Regions from separate parts of the Mus musculus genome. Here region 2 is linked to region 1. A link is a contact called in public Hi-C data. All regions are on one chromosome and are shown on one strand. The core of a region is the stretch at or near the end of the contact, and the rest is flanking DNA. Distances in the headings are between cores, read along the strand shown. Region 1 holds the start of Cyfip1 (cytoplasmic FMR1 interacting protein 1). Region 2 overlaps Cyfip1 (cytoplasmic FMR1 interacting protein 1).

Region 1 (5,370 bases), core at 1,145-3,644:
CTGTCTGTCACCTATACCTACTGTGTGTCACCTATACCTGCTGTGTGCCACCTATGCTCACTGTGTGCCACCTATACCCACTGTATGCACCTATACTCCCTGCATGCCACCCCACCTTCCCAAGGCTCTACTTTTCAAAGCACTGACTTTACTTCTTACAGACATATTTGACTAGTGTTTTTGTAACCAAATAATATTATATATATATATATATATATATATATATATATATAAAATCATTAATTTTTCACTTTAATGGTGTTTGGCTGGTAAAACACCTTGGACGGCCTTAAATATAGCCACCCCCTCCCCAACACCCCCATACTTATTACTGAGAACATAGAACCATCTTAAATGCAGACTCCAAGATTGCCACAGGACTTTCTGGAGAAAGCAAAATAGCACTATGAAAAGATCAGCAGTTGCCAAGAGTTGATGGTATGAAAGACCTCACTACAAGGGACACAGGAAAGAAAATCTTGAGGTGATAGGAACCAGTTTGGCATCTTAATTACAGTGGCAGTCAACACTCCAAAGCATGAATATTACTATATGTAAAGTTAAAAACACGCTTAAGTGCCAGGGAGATGGCTCAGTGGATAGCCGTACAGGATTTCAGATCTCAGAACCCACATAAACGACAATGGGCATGGCAACCTCCCTCAAGTCCCATTGCTTCCAAGGCGGAGACAGGGGACCTCCGAAACAAACTGGCGAGCAAGACTAGTCCAATCAGTGAACTCTAAGTTCAGCTGAGAGACCTTGTATCAAAGAATAAGGTGGAAAACGCCAAATCAGCCTCGGGCCTCTACATGCACATACAAACACATTCACACACCTGTGCACCCACATCTAAAAACACACATACCACAAACACACACATACAGTGTTTATTCTTTAAAAAAACCTTAATACATACTTCCTCAAATACACAAATACTTAGAGGATGTATTTTCTTAGAGAGACTTTTCAACTGCAGCATTTTATCAAGGTTACAGGGAAGATGCTGTTAGGGGAAGAGGGAAAGAGAAGTATTCCCCGCAACATTCCTACTGAATTCTTACAATGCATGTCTGCAGTAACTTACATGTATTTAAAAACTGAATTAATTCTTTCAGGCTATGTGCTTGTAGGCTTTTTAATAAGAACCACTAACATACTCAGAACTAGGGGAAGGCTGGTATTCAGGTATACCACCGGTCTCGCGTGCTTCAACTTCCAGCCAGTGAACTTGGCCAGGGTCTAGGATCAATACCCCCACCTTGGCAAGCGCTGATCTCAGTATCAGTACCTGTAGGAGTACCCCAGTACCAGCGGTGCTTCAAACACGACTCAACTAAGCGATCTGTTAGCCGACAACCAAGAGAAATCTCTGGGCTCCCCCATGCAACACACGGATTGCCCGATGCTTCCCTCTGCCTCGCCCTCACCGATCCCCAGTTGCATATCTCTTCCTTCTTTTCTCACACTCACGAAATGTTACAAATTACGCAGATGCTTTAGGCTTAAAGTACAAAATTCGTTACGAATGTGCGGCGGCGCACTACTGCTCCTGAACAATCCCGTTTCCTTAACAAAGCCCAAAATGCCTCTCTCCAAGAATCTGAGGACGGCTTCCCTAGACCACACTCTCCTTCCTTTCCTCTGAAGGCAGAACCATGGTGGACTCGGGGTTGTTTTGCCACTTTAGTGCAACATAAACTATTCGTCGCTCCTTACTTTTCAATAGTAAAATACTAAATATTAACGTTGTCTCTTCCTCTTTGGAGCTAAACCTCGTGCCGGAAGCGCGAGATCTGGGATCCTAGTATCCAGGGTGAGTCGGGGCGGGGGTTCGGGGACGCGGGGGTCCGGGACGCGGGAGCCGGGCCACCGGAGTGCAAGTTGTGCAGCGCGGAGGGAACAGGGAATCTGCACTGGGAAGCCCGTGGCCGGGGGATTCTGGAATGTGATTCCGGGGAGGGAGCCCTGGAGCCGCCGAGCTGGGCCGGGAGTCCCGGGCTCCGGAGCTGCCGTGCAGAGACCGGGAGACTCGAGAGCCCAGGAGGCAATCCCGGGAGGCCGTGCGGTCCCGGAGGCTGCGCCGAGGCCGTCTGCAGGCTCGCCCCACCGGACTACAGTGGAGCAAGGACCCCGAGGCCAGGCGACCGCCCTTACCTGGTCTGCGCCGCCTTCGGTTGTCCAGGGCGGGCCCCGGGAGCTTTCCTACCCCAATGAGTCACTTGGGCGGGTCGGGAATGCACCAGGAAACACCCGGCCTCCTCCCCTTCCTCCGGGGCGGCGCTGCTCGGCTCGGCCTCTTCCTCCCGGCGCTCCTCCCTCCTCCCGCTGGCTGCCTTGGGTCCGGCTCCTCTAGGCCAGCCCGGTCGGCCCCCAAGTCTCCCCAAGTCTCCCGTACCGTAGCCCCGCCTGCCGCTTGCTGCTCAGGTCACCGCAGCAAAGGAAGCCGGGATTTGCTTGGTGGGCTCCACCCGTCAAGCCGGCTGGGAGAGGATGAAGACTCAGCGCCACACTGCCATGCTCACCAGCCTCAAGAGTTTTCCCTGATTTGGGGGACCTCTGTTGAAGCTAAGGCCAAATGAGGAAAGAATTCCAGGACTAGCCAGCATAGAGCTGGAAGTTTTACTAAAGATACTTTAAAAAAAATTTAAAAAAAAGGAATTCATTATGTGTATGAATGTTTGGCTTGCTTGTGTGTCTATGCACCACGAGAGTGCCTGGTGCCCGCAAAGGTCCAAAAAGGGCGTTGGATCCCCCAGCAATTGGGTGTGGGCCAGTGAGCCCATACATGGGCCATAGGAATTCAACATTCGTTTTCCTATAACTTGTCCTCAGTGATGGTGAGAAGCCTCAGTAAATCCATGAGTGATGGGCTTATCTTCCTCCGCATGTCCCCCAAATTTTCACTGCCTCCTGTCCTGCCTCTGGTTGAACTTCAAAAGAGATACAGAAGGTACAACCATGACAGAGAAGGGGCGCATGTATGTATTAAATGGTGGGTGCAAGGCTGGAGCGGCATGTAAAATGCTCCAGACCCAAGGAAGAACCCATTCTGGCCCCTAAAGTAACAGTGCTACCATCTCATCTGCCTTCTGAGGACTGGCAAACTCAAGTTCAGACTCCTAGGAATGGCTGACAACAGAAAACCTGACTTGAATTTGCCCTCCCTAAACCCGCAGAAAAGGAAGGGAAAAGTTAGTTAACATACATCTTAATGCTGAACTTAGTAGAATAGCTCCAAACTTCCTACCCTTCTTCACTCCGGACGCCCCTCCTTACTGCTAAGAATTTGGACATTTTGTTTGTCGTTGGGGTCTGACAGTAACTAATGTAACCCAGGCTAGCCTTGAACACCAGATCATGTCTCCATCCCTCAAGTGCTGAAATCACAGGCATTCACCAACATGCCTAACTCCCACACCAGTTTGTTTTCCCCAACTTAACAGAAATAAATCTTTACTAAGTAACTTTTAATATCAGAAAAATAAAACTCGTGTAATTGTATTTACAACAGACACACATCAGTGTTTTCACCATCTTAGGTTTACCACAAAATGTGAGATGTTAAACTTATTCAAAAGTATAATCCTTGTAGCTTCTCTACATATGCATAACAAGAGTATAATAAAAATTACAAAACCTAAACTATAATGATAATACAAATGTAACATGTTGATTCCTTGGCGCAGCAAAAATACAAAACGCATGCTTGACAATGTTCCCCTGCTTCCACAGAACTGTAATCTAGAGATTAAGATTCAATACTGGCATTTAACTATCCGACAAGCAATTTGAATTATATCATTATATGCTGTAGAGAGAATCTCAGTGTCACCTGTCACTAAAAATGCCTATGCCCAATGAGCTGAGGCAGCAAATAGGAGATGGGACACTGGCAAGAAGAGAGGAGATTCTGGGAAATAGTGAGAATATAAAAGGAACCCATAGGGAGGGACTGTGAAGGATTCAAGCAAGTCTCTGAGGGAGAGAAGCTGAGGAGACACAAAGGAAGAAGCAGGCTGGGACTGGAGGAGAGGTAACTAACAGTGTGTGAGACATAGAATAGTTTAAAGGGTTAGATAAGTTACAATCTAGTCAGGGACTGAGCCAATGCTCGTGGCCTAGGCATTTATTAAAAAGTTGTTAGTCTCACAGTGATCATTCTGGGAGCAGGGGCTGGGAGGAAAAACAGATTGATTTGTTTTTACAATATTTCATCAATGCAACTTTTTTTATACTAAAAAAAATAAAAATAAAAACCATTTGTGAGGGCTGGAGAGATGGCTCAGCGGTTGCTCTTCCAGAGGTCCTGAGTTCAATTCCCAGCAACCAGGTGGTGGCTGTAGTGGGATCCGATGCACTCTTCTGATGAGTGTCTGAAGACAGTTACAGTGTAAATAAATAAGTAAAAATAAACAAATCTTTTTTTAAAAAATTAAGAACTTTTAAATGAAATGGAATTTTTCAAGTGGAAATGAAGGTTAAAATTGACCTATTTATTATTGAATACACACGAGATTTAAATTTTTTTTGTGCTGAGAGAAAATAAAAGCTCTTTTGTGGGGAAAATAATTCTTCAAAATATAATTAGTAGAAAACCCACCAGTGTGTTTCAATGCCAGCAGATATGAGAACATACTAAAGGTGAAGTCCCACACACCCACAGGTGAAATGCACAAGTATATTTTAAAGAACTCTTTGCTTGTAACTGGAAATGGGTTTGAAATTATGTAAACTGACTAGAGATTGTCACAGCTGTTCCCATGATTTATGGCAAGTGCAACACTATCTCCCTCCCTTTCTCCTGTCTTAGTGAAGAATACAAATATATTTATAGCTAGGCAGTGATGGCACACGCCTTTAATCCCAGCACTTGCTAGGCAGAGGCAGGCAGATCTCTTGAGTTCGAGGCCAGCCTGGCCTACAGAATGAGTTCTAGGACAGCCATGTCAGTTACACAGAGAATCCCTGTCTCGGAAAAAACCAAACAAATTAAAGCATATATATATTGTATATATAAAACAAATTAAAGCAAATATATATGTATTATATACAAATATATAAGCAAATATATATTTATATATGTGTGTATGTATATGTATACATTTGCATATACCTATATACATATATATACATTGTACAAGAAAATATGGATTGAACGTAAGGTATTCCACGTGTTGATATGTAGTGTAAATATCAATTAATAACTTGATTAAATTAGTGAATGGAATGTTCACATCTTCAATTTTCAGGCAATATAGGTGCATCCAGAGCCCATACTGAAATGGAGGGACCCAAAGGGTCATTGCCACATCCACTAAGGGAGGAGTAGGAACTCACAGTCAATCAGCAGTATTTCTGATCCACCTT
Region 2 (5,965 bases), core at 3,103-5,602, 36 kb before region 1:
CTAGGGGAGGTTGGTACCTATGGGTACCTCAGAGAAGGGGAGAGGCAAACTGGGGAAGAGGGGTTTCAGGGTAGGACTGGGAGTAGAGGAGGGAGGGAGGCTGCGATCAAGATCTTAAGGTGAATAAATTAATTAATGAAAAAATTGTGGAGATGAGATTATTGTATATGGCTGAACAGAAGGCGAAAATATTATACACAGCTGAACATGGAAGCAGGCTTTCCAAACCCAAGTTGTAGATACTTGTGCAAAATGGACTCAGTAGGTTATACATGTGAACATGCATGGGTGCGTGCACATGTATGTGAGTGTTACAATAAATAATTAAGGACACTGTGATTTTGCAAGGGAGATAAGGGAAAAGTTGGAGGAGCGGGCAAAAGTGATGTAGACACAGTGCTCAAATATAAAGTTCTCAAAAAACTACAACTGAAAACAAAAATCAAAAAGCTAAATGTCACCACCAGCAGCAGCATCAAGCTGTAAGGAAAAGTGAGACCTGTCTAAAAAGGACAGCGTGTGAGCGGAAGGTAAATTCCACTGTGTCTCTCCAGAGCACAACTTCCACCTCCACGCTGACACATCCCTCGTCTACCTACTCTTCCTATATGGAAGACCTTACCCATTACCAATATACAAGCCTTGTGTCAGTCGTGTCTGCTGACTCAATTTCCTGTTTGGGAGCCATGGACTGTAGATTATAAAATATCATCATCACCGTCATCATCATGCATTATTATACAATCACTGCACATGCCACAGCAATCACATAGAAAGAAGCCAGAATCAGTTCTCTCCTTCTACCTTGTTGCAGCTAGGTCTCTCTCTTTCTTCTCATCTTAGTTACTTCTCTGTTGCTATGATAAAACACCAGGACCGAAGGGGTTTGTTTTAGATAATAGTTCCAGAGAGAGCTTCGTGATGGCCTGGGAGGCACTGCAGCAGATGGCTGAAGCAGGATGCTGAGAGAGCACATCTTCATTCAGATGAAGAAAGTAAACAGATCGAGCTGGACGTGGGGGCCAAGACATAAACGCTCAAAGCCCACCTGGGACTCCTTCCAGCAAGGCAGCACCATCTCCCTGGACAGCACCAACCACCAATTGAGGACCAAGCGAGGCTAAGGGGAACATTTCTCATTCAAAGCACCACAGAGCTGTTCTGCATTCTCCCCGTTAACTGGCTTCTGGGCTCACAGACAATTCTCCTGTCTCCACTTCCCATCTCGCTAGAGGAGCGGATTACAGATGCGCAGCACCACATCTGGCATTTTCTGTGGGTTCTGGGACCAAACAGCGCTCATAAAGCTTCTACAGAAGATGCTTTTATCCTGCTGAGCCGTCCCCCAGCCCTGGATGGAGGATCTTAGCTGAATCCTATGCATCAGTACCTTCCTGGACCGGGGTCAAACAGTTACTAACCTGCTCAGGCAGCCCCTAGCTTCTCTTCCCACCCAGGTATACGGAGCTTCAAGACTTGGGTCTTAACTGAAGTAATGCTGCTTGCTTTATGAGGACCGTTGCCTCCTGGCAGCTTACCTACAATACCAACTGCCTAGATTATAAAGATCCGACATTCTTGTGGAACACCCAGGTTTTCCCTGTAGGATCTTTTTATGGATATACTTTAAATGCTCTGGGCAAGACATCTAGGTTTAGCCAGACATTGGCTAAACAAAAGAAGAGGTTAGAATCAGATTCCTCTGATCAGAGCTCCACAAACCACAGAAGGAAATGCCAAGGGTCTTAGAAATGGCTGTAACAACCGCCGCCAAAAAAGTGGCCAGAGCAACCTACTTAAGATGCTATTGTTTTAGATAATTGCCTTTTCTGATTTGCAAAGTGACTGATCAAACAAATGCTCTAAACCATATGCAACCGCCACCCCCACCCCACACCACTAAAAATAAAACTGAGCAACAATCCAGTGACTTAACCTACCCTTTAGAAAGGATAATGGTTCAAGCACACTCACTTCGCGTATGGCACTGAAAAACTATTCAGAGCAGAGTGAATTGTGTAACCGATTGTCCTACAAGCACTACTTTATTTAAAAGTTAATATTCAATGGAAAGAAAACAGAGGACAGAAAAGATATACCTGTATTAAAACTTAAAAATAAAAGAAATGTAAAAAATGTTAGGTAATAGTTAATGTGTAGTTTAAGAGAAAAGTTATGTGAGTCTAATATAAATTACACATCTACAGGTTTTTATTAGAGCTAGACTTCGAAATCCCGATCTCCTGGTGCGGCATGCAAGCCTGTACTCCATCTCTGCAGGGGCTCTTCTGTAACTAAAGACACCATCATTGCATGGAAGATTCAGAGCCAACAGTTACTGAGCTGCACGGTAATTTCCTAGTAAAATGTTTCTAGAGCAAAAGAATGAGAGAAGCGAAGGGATGCTAATTTCTCTGTAATTTAGTTACCATGACTGGCAGTAAAGATGCACTGGTCACATACACAGGAGAACGCTGCAAGTGACCTAGATCATTGTTCTTCGTGTTTACAGGTCTTACGGGAAGACACACAGGCAGAAACCTTTTCCTTCCTGAATCTTCCAGGTATGTATCACTCTACTAAAATGGTTCTAGCACAGATAAAATAACAATGAGCAAACCTACAAGCTCTCCCCACAGGCTCCCATGGGGATTCTTTTCACAAACAGAGGGTTGGGCACACGCAGCCAGAGGCAAAAGAGAGAAAAATCGTATGATTCCATTTCTACACTATTCAACCCAGGGGAAAGCAAGGCAAGGAGCGGGAAGGGGACAGCAGCCACCTTTACAAAAGAGAGATCAGTCATGCCATGTGCGTCACAATCACTCACAGATTCGCACGGCAAAAATTCAATGCATATACCCATAAACACTTTTATCATCAATGCTTTGAACTAGCCAAAAGCCTTTGTCAAAAATGTTTATCCATGTATAGACTTATATATATACACACACACACACACAGACACACACACACACACATATATATGCTTTTATATACACATATGACACATGCATACGTACATTTGAAACTCACCTTGAAATACTTGTCGATTTTGGATAAATTTATTCTTTTCTTGGCATCTAGTTTGTAGATGTTACTCACACTCCCATCCATCAGGTACAGGCCAAATCCCATGACCTGCAAAAATAACACACGGACCTGTGAACCGACCCACACAGATGCACACTGCCAGAGCTGCTAACTCTGAAATCAGAAATCACCCTTCCCTCAATGGTGCTATGAAATAAAGAGCTTCCTTCTGAAATAAAACCTTTTCCCTTGTCCGTACCATCTCCTGTGCCTACTTCAGCGTCCTCCGAAGACACTCAGGTGTCGCGCCTGCTGAGCGGAGGACAGCGCTTAGGTAGTAGATGCAGGCAACTGCACAAGGGACTCATGAGACGGTTCCTTAATAATGCCACAAGTTTAATTCTACTAAACTCAAGTGCTACAATTATAACAATACTGTCCCTGGAGTATCATGAACAAGGATAAGCAGGCACACAATCAAGAATACTTAACCTCTGAAATGACACAGTCAGATTCAGTAGTTACCTAGCTCACAGCGACTGTGACTGTGTTAAGCTGTATATTTTTTAAGGTTTTATTGTGGTTTAATACCTACTATTCCCAGACCGTATGCATTTTTTTCCTTCATTGAAATTGGGTTACAAAGGGTAATTTTGTTTAGAGGCTAGCTGCTTCGAACCAATGCAGCACTGATTCGTCTAACCTGAGTAACAAGGCTCTTGTAGAACTGCACTATCCAAGACACACCCATGCATTACTACTAAACTTAGCTTTCAGTGTCTTTGTAAACTCATAAATTCAATCTGGGAACAGGCAGCTGCACAATCCCAACGTGTCCTGGGAACATGACGAGGGCTGCATCGGCCAGCACAGTCACAGTCATGACGTGTCTGCTATCACAGACCACCCATCAGGTGCTCTCCTGACAAGGATGTGTCACAAGTCGGAGCAGCAGGCAAATTCAGCAGGCAGTGCCCCAGGTCAACAGCCAACTATGTGCTGAGGTGGTGAGCAAAGCCAAGGGAATGTGTATATACTCAAGAGATGCTGTCTACATACATGACAGCATGAGAATTTAAAAAAGAAGGTTAAAAAAGAACGACTAAGTACAGCCGTTTGTACAAACGGCCATGCTTGATCCCCGAGGAAGGCTGGACCCTCTCCGCTACACACGTACTTTGAGAAGCATGTGTTTTTCGCTGGGTGTCAAGTACATCCTGTTCTCATAGTAATCCACACACAGATTCACGATGTCTGCCAGGAGCTCTTCATAGCCAGAAATGACCTCAAGCTGCTGCTGCAGAGACTGGAGCACAAAGGAAAGAGATTAGCTGCCGCCCACTCCAGCCTCACCAGCAACACAGGATGTCAATGGTGTGCAGAGACACGGGCCTTACTTGTGTAATCTTGTTGTGGTTGGCCAGGAACATGGACAGATTCTGTGACTCCTGGATGGATTGTGGATCTGCCATTTTACGTAAAAACTGAGCAGCCCTAGAAAGAAAAGAGGCAATTCCAAAACATATCTGCAAATTAATTGGGGAGGGTGGAGGAGGCCCCATGGGGACCTTGGGGAGAAAAAAAAAAAATCACTATTCTTCTCTGCCTGCAGTTATTTGCAGAAATAAGTGTTGAAGTAGCTGCTTTTGGTTTCAGCCTCTTGCAGCATCCCTGACCTTGACTTTAGGGGAGACTTTTGCCAACTCAGACATATCGTATACACCAGAGAGCTTTTGTACTCTATTGTTCATGGCCAATGGACTTCATCAACAGGTATCTATACTCTGGTCTCTCCTAGGCATAGGTGAATGTCTACCTTTATCTACAGGTCAAAGTGTTGACTCCTAGTGTCTGTGTCAGAGAAGAACTTGTCTATGCATATTCTGACTCCAAAAAGCCCTGAAACACATTCTTAAGGATCTTTCCGAAACCCTCTCCGCCACCACTATTTCTAACAAGAAGTAAGTGCCCCTCCCCAGTTACGCTGTTTCAGCGCACTAGTACTGGAACTTCCCAGAGCCCGAGATTTGCCAACTATTCAGCTACACAATGTGAGGCAGACAAAAGGGCTTGCACGGTAAAATCCTCAAAGGCACATGTTACGTCTGTGTGGAGAAACTGTGAGAAATCTTTACATGTAACAGAAACTGCCCACAAGGCTCTATCTGGGCAACCCAGAATCTTAAACTTTTATGGTTCCGCAAGGAAGGACCATATCCACAATGAATTCACTTCTTTTCTGCCTCATGATCGGCCTGAAATGATAATGTGTCATCTCCCTTGCAGAGGCTGTGGCCAGGTAACCAAGGGGTGGCCCATGAGATAGGATGAAAAGGAGTATCAGGAAGTTGAATGTTTACTTCTAAGAAAGAGTACGGCTTTATGTTCTCTTTCCTCCCTGTTCACCAGATATAAATTGGGGGTAGAACTCAAGCAGCCATATCGGACAATGAACAACATATGATAACTGCGGAATGAGAACTCCCTAATTAAAGTAATTAAATCAAAGACCTAAAAATTAATATTTTGAAAACTTGAATATAGTTCAATCATCTCACTGATATAGTAAGGCTCTATCTTTTCCTATATTCACCTTATTGACTCCAGTAGATGCTAGGATAGAAGCCATGACAACCAAGGAAGGAAGGAATTGAGGACACTGCGTTCTATTTCAGTCAAGGCTCACCAGAGTTGTGTGGGGCTACTTTTGCATTCTACTCAGAATATGTACTGAAAGTTATCATCTGGGCACAAAAGAAATGATTATGAGTGTGTGTGTGTGTGTGTGTGTGTGTGTGTGTGTGTATGTGTGTGTGTGAGGGGGGCAGGGGCAGAGAGAGAGACAAAGAGAGAGAGAGACAGAGAGGATGAGTATGAAAGAGAAAGAATATGAATGAATATGAGAATATAAAAGGTAACGTGATTGCTAATC

The links. A called contact is a pair of places that touch in the nucleus more often than the background predicts.
Region 2: a Hi-C map of adipose-derived mesenchymal stem cells shows a contact between it and region 1, with 2.2 times the contacts expected there. The contact joins the enhancer-like site here to the promoter of Cyfip1 in region 1. A contact is called at or near these places in 27 of 484 Hi-C or Micro-C datasets (the HPC-5 cell line, Sertoli cells, adipose-derived mesenchymal stem cells and 18 more), 13 of 115 datasets of contacts at active chromatin or transcription factors (astrocytes, bone marrow-derived dendritic cells, bone marrow-derived macrophages and 8 more) and 4 of 9 other capture datasets (adipose tissue, bone marrow-derived macrophages, liver and 1 more).

The regions. Positions count from the first base shown.
Region 1 is chr7:55,839,095-55,844,464 of GRCm38.p6, reverse strand. Cyfip1 (cytoplasmic FMR1 interacting protein 1) reads right to left here and starts at 2,394. Exons shown (of 31, transcript NM_011370.3): 1 at 2,158-2,394.
Region 2 is chr7:55,876,253-55,882,217 of GRCm38.p6, reverse strand. Cyfip1 (cytoplasmic FMR1 interacting protein 1) reads right to left here. Exons shown (of 31, transcript NM_011370.3): 7 at 4,431-4,527; 8 at 4,211-4,339; 9 at 3,037-3,141. Among named protein-coding and RNA genes, the nearest start is that of Cyfip1, 37 kb to the right of the region's middle. Within about 2 kb of position 4,352, at least 16 of the 459 cell types and tissues checked have an H3K27ac peak or open chromatin away from gene starts, as enhancers often do. A contact at or near this core is called in adipose-derived mesenchymal stem cells, fibro-adipogenic progenitors and heart atrium, where this site is marked.